2 separate regions of the Zea mays genome follow, and region 2 is linked to region 1. The links are chromatin contacts, called in public Hi-C maps. All regions are on one chromosome and are shown on one strand. The core of a region is the stretch at or near the end of the contact, and the rest is flanking DNA. Distances in the headings are between cores, read along the strand shown.

What was found. Hi-C and Micro-C count contacts between places; a contact is called where the count stands out from the background.
Region 2: a Hi-C map of ear shows a contact between it and region 1, with 2.9 times the contacts expected there. The contact joins the promoter of LOC100273309 here to the promoter of LOC100191160 in region 1. A contact is called at or near these places in 3 of 25 Hi-C or Micro-C datasets (ear, leaf and tassel).

Annotation. Positions count from the first base shown.
Region 1 is chr8:109,808,927-109,811,626 of Zm-B73-REFERENCE-NAM-5.0, forward strand. LOC100191160 reads right to left here and starts at 1,270. Exons shown (of 1, transcript NM_001136596.1): 1 at 1-1,270. The coding sequence starts at 1,205. The coding sequence ends at 51.
Region 2 is chr8:110,104,274-110,107,083 of Zm-B73-REFERENCE-NAM-5.0, forward strand. It overlaps LOC100273309, which reads left to right and starts at 1,444. Exons shown (of 3, transcript NM_001147750.2): 1 at 1,444-1,823. The coding sequence starts at 1,486.

The sequences.
Region 1 (2,700 bases), core at 20-2,519:
ATTGGAAAGCATGGCGCCTAAACTTGTGACATAATCTTGCTAAACTTGTCTCACAGCTTCAGTGGAACTAAAAGATCCTGTTCCCTGAAGCCATCAAATGTGATCTTACCCTCGTATGCCTTAACAACATCTGGCAACTCATTGGCATACCTCAATACATACCTTGTGGAGAACATGTTGGCACTACCAAGCAATGCCGAAATCAACTTGACGTTGGGCCCAATCTTTCCCTCCCTCATCAACAAGCTTAGCACGGCACACCTTGGTATGATGTTCCTCTCCAAGCTATACCCTATAATCGCAGGTTGCTCCATTACTTCGCTTAGTTCAACCTTCAGCACATCCAGGAAGAACCGGATCTTCTTCTTTATGATCTCATCAGAGAAGTTAACTATATTCGGCTGTTTCTTGAACGCTCTCTGCAGCTCACCCTCGGACACCCCGAAGCTCCGGTAAAGGGCCACCCTATGCAGCCACTTCTCCCTACTAATGCAGCACAAGGCGCGGATGCCGTAAGGAAAGCGCTTCTCCGTTACGCCCAAGCCGAGCTCCTTGAGGGCCTCGAAGATCTGGCATATGCGGTCGGGCGACATCATGAGCACGCCCATCTCGATGACTACTAACTTCGAGATAGACTCGTCGGGGAGCCCAAGACGGCGGAGGGTGTCCAAGGCGGGCCGCATGATCTTCTCCAGGCCAGCCGAGAGGGCGCGCGGGGTGCGCGAGATGGCGAGGCAGACGTCCTCATCGGTGCTGAGAATGTTGCGGAGGAACTGGATGCAGGGGACGAGGTGCTTGTCGAGGCTGCGCGTGAGGAGGGCAGGATATCTGGCGAGCCGCCGCGGCTTGACGCCGAGGGAGGCGAAGAGGTCAAGCTTGGGGCGGATCCGGTCGGGGTCGACGCTGAGGATCTGCGATAATCGGCGGACTAGGTCGGCGACCTCCGCGTCGGTGAAGCCGTAGCTGCGGAGGAGCGCGCGGACGGCGTCGGCCTTGGCGGTGGAGCGGATTGGGAGCCTGTGGGCGACCGCGGCGGCGGGGGAGAGCCCGCAAGAGACAAGGGCAGCACAGGGCTCGGAGACGGGAGCGTCCGCGATGGTTGCTAAGGAGTGGCAGTGGGGGAGGGCGTCGCTAGGGATTGCGCCGGTGCCGAAGGGGATTTGGCAGAGGCGGAGGAGCCGCCGCCGGCAGATGGAAGCGAACATGCCGGTGGCCTGGCCCCTGGGATTGTAGTACTTAAGTGCGGCGGGGATTTCGGGTCCGGGAGCCCATCTCCAATACCATATGCTATGCCCCAAGCGTCGCGTCATCATCGTGTTTTAAAGAAATAGCACCACGAACACCTCAAATATTGCTAAAATAGAATTATAATTCTTTCCGTTACAAATATTTGGCATTCAGACCTATTGACCGTGATTAGCTCGTGTTGAATTTCTTTTTTGCCATGTGCCGGCATATCCGTTACCTTTTTTTTTGTCTCACTTCCGTTCGGGTCAGCCGTCTACCCCTGCCTTTTGAATAGTAATGAAATTCTTCACATGATACTATTGACCGAATTTTTTTGCATTTTGGTCATTCATCTGAAAAAATTAACATTTGGACCCTAGAAAATTTTAATGTCATTTTTGGACCCTTTACTTGGCGTCATAGGCTATAGCGTCGAGGTACGTGCTGCGTTGGCACAAACGGACGTCGTGGCGCCGACATGGTACCGAGCTCGGCGCCATAGATTTTGGCGCCGAGCTCCGTTTTATATAGAAAACTTGTCTAACTCAGTTGGTAAAATACAAGGCTCTTAACCTTGTGGTCACGGGTTCGAGCCCCATAGTTGGTATTTTTTAATACTTTTTGTTTTTGTCACTTATTTTTTTTTGTCCATATTTTTCGTTTATGTCGCTGATTTGTTTGTCCTGATTTATTTCTCATCCAGTTTTATTTTTGTGACTGATTTGTTTATTCGTCCAGATTTTTTTATCCGGCAAGCACAGCAGCTGTGTGCCACAGTGCTCACAAGCTGTCAACTTCTCCCCTTGTTTGCTCAGCTAACCACAATAAAAATCAAATGAGAACACTCTTACTTCAATCGTGATCAAATAAAAATATTATATTTTCATTGAGTTCTTTTGAACATAAATTTTAAATACATAATAACATATTCCCAGTAAAAAGAAGCACACATATTCATCTTTTTTTCTTCTGCACTAAATAAAAGTATACTCCATTATATACTCGTCTCATGGATGATATATTTTAAAATTTACTGCATATACAGCTGCTGTGCTCGCCGGATAAAGAAAATCTAGATGAATAAACAAATCAGTCACAAAAAAAACTGGATGAGAAATAAATCAGGACGGACAAATCAGCGACATAAACGAAAAATATGGACAACAAAAAAAAATAAGTGACAAAGACAAAAAGTATTAAAAAAATGTCCACCGTGGGGCTCAAACCCACGACCACAAGGTTAAGAGCCTTGTATTTTACCAACTGAGCTAGACAAGTTTTCTGTACAGAATGAAGCTCGGCGCCATGATCTATGGCGCCGAGCTCGGTACCACGTCGGCGCCACGATGTCCGTTTGTGTCAACGCAGCACGTACCTCGGCGCCATAGCCTATGCGCCGAGCTGTGTTACCTCGGCGCCATAGGCTACGGCGCCGAGTAAAGGGCCCAAAAATGACATTAAAATTTTCTAAGG
Region 2 (2,810 bases), core at 194-2,693, 300 kb after region 1:
GGCTCCATACAAAGTTGAACGTTACCATGTTTCTGATTGGAGAAGGGAGCCTCCACCAAATAGTGAGCAAGAATATTTTAATCAAGTATTCGGAATGTCGTAGAACACACATTTGGTGTGTGAAAATAAAGTGGTGTATACTTCTTAAGATACCAAGTTACTCCATAGAAAAGCAAAAAATGATTGTTGTAGCTACCATGCGCCTTCATAATTATATTCGTGAGAACCATCGAGAATACAAAGATTTCCATAAGTGCGATCGAAACCTGAATTATGTACCCACCATACCTTCCAGATATAGAAATGCAACTGACTTATCATGTATATACTCCAATGATCATACGATGGATATGTTTTGTGATGATATCGCAAGAGCGATCTTTCTTTCTAGCTTCTAGGTAATCCTTGAGGTGATGTATGACTTATGTGTGAATTGTGATGTGCAAATGCTTTTCAAATATTACTCTATAAAATATTTTTTCACCATAATCTTCTTTTGTTGTAATATTACTCCACAAAATATTTTTCACCATGTTTTTTTGTCTCATACATCAAATCATATATTACATGAGGAGCTGAATTTATTTTGCTAAACGATTTGAAAAAAGCGCTAGCTTCTGTAACAAGCTCCTCCTTTAGAGGAGCATGGCCTAAGACCGACTCCAGCAGCAACCTGTAAAGGGTCATGTACTCTAAATGTAGGGGACAGTCAGGTCCTTTATTCCTCCAACAAGAGACTCTAAAAGGTCCTCTAAAATTTAGAGGATGGCATATGTGCGCTATCTATAGAGGGTGCTCTATACACGGTACATGCGTGTCAGATCCTTTTTGTGTCTGTACGCTCACGTGGTAACGAGTAGTAAAAAATAATATAGAATGTCAAATCTAGTACACTGTTGATATAGATGATGGAATTTAGGAGATATTGCTGGAGATGAAGAAGATATAGTACATAATCTTTTAGAAAGTGCTGTAAAAGACAAAAAATATTCTTTTAAGGGATAAAATTTAGGGGACGTTGCTGGAGACAGCCTAAGCCTATCTCCAACAACGATCTGTAAAAGCTCATGTCCTCTAAATATAGAGGTTTGTTAGATCATTTATCCCTCCAACAAGAGACTCTAAAAGGTTCTCTAAAATTTAGAGGATGCCATGCATGTGCTATGTATAGAGGATGTACGATAGTGCTCTATACACTGTGCTGATTTCTGTGCATGTGCTGACGAGCGGTAAAAAATAATATAGAATGTCAAATCTGGTAATACTGTTGATATAGAGATGAAATTTAAGGGATATTGTTGGAGATAAAGAAGATATAGAGTATAAAATCTTTTAGCGAGTGCTGTAAAGAACAGAAAATATTGTTTTAGGGGATGAAATTTAGATGACGTTCCTGCCAAACGCACCAGTCCATAAGCACGCCCGTCCAGAACCTTATCAGACAACGAACGCGACACGTTGCACTTAACTGCTGCCAAAACAACTATGTGCGTCCAGCGTCTGCTGAGGCTGAGGATGGCGTCCCGCTCGTGCTCCCGCTGCGCTGCCTTGGCGCCGCACGCTGCGCTCCCGCTCTCCTCTCTCCTCGCACCCTCGCCCTCTGCCGCGCGCCCTCGATCCGCGCCCCTCTCGTGCGCAGCTCGGCCGTGCAGGGGCCACGCGGCGGCGTCAGCGTTGCACGGCGCGGCAGGGCGGAGGCCCCCGAGCGTGGCGGCGATGTCGTCGTCGACGCCGCCGCCGGGATCCGTGCAGAAGTCGGAAGAGGAGTGGGAGGCCATCCTCACGCCGGAGCAGTTCAACATCCTACGCCTCAAGGGCACCGAGTAATGATTTTAACCTGCAGTAGCCACATATCTTGTCCTTCGCTGTTGTTGCTGAATTTGTCTCGTTGAGGAGAGTGACAAATTGAATGGTCACTTGTAGTAGTAGTAGATACGCATTCTGATCAACCCAAGTTAAATGTAATTGCATAAGCATTAAAAAGATTGCCTAGAATGTACATCACCATGCTCTCACCCGCTACATATATCATCAATTCTACATGACTGCCCTATGCGTTTAACTGCAGAAGCTGATTCTAATTTTCTACCAGTATTTGGATGGTACAATTATTAGAGGTTGAAGCATTGTTGTTAGTTGTTACTGAATCGCACCATCCATCTTATTAGTTGCTATTTTGAACTACTACATGTTTTGTACTGAGATTTAATTATACACAAAATCCCAAGATAGCAATCTGTTATAGCCCTTGAATCCTAATTGTAGATTTCCCTTGACAGTAAGCAAATTTGCTCAGCTACTCAACAAAAGAGGTCCCTCATTTGCTCTCTAGATTTCATCTACTTCTATGCTTGCACCTTGGTTATGCATATTTCTGTGGTGCTCGTGTTACATTTCTTCCATGTGCCTCTTCATTTCATGGTGGTGTTTTGTTTCAGCATTTCAAAAAATCTAGCCAAATATGACATAAATACAATGTTAGTCCATAGAAGATGGAACAAGTAACTGGAGAAATTGGTGCTGCATTAAGGTTTATATCACAAAAGGTGTTGGATGTTGCCATGCTGTGAATATTACTTTAAAAATCGAGAAGAATCCAATAATTGTGTAAACTAGAGCAGGTTGCGGTACAGTTGATCATGTCGTTAACTACAGATGTTATAATATACAGATTTTTTTTGTCTTTTCATGCAATAAAACAAGAGAAAAAGTCAGTGTCTTTGTAGTCCGGTTACAACTTCCAACACCTCAGAAGGTATTTAGTGACTGCGGATCTTGTTTTTACGATCAAGGGCCTTACTTCCTAATTT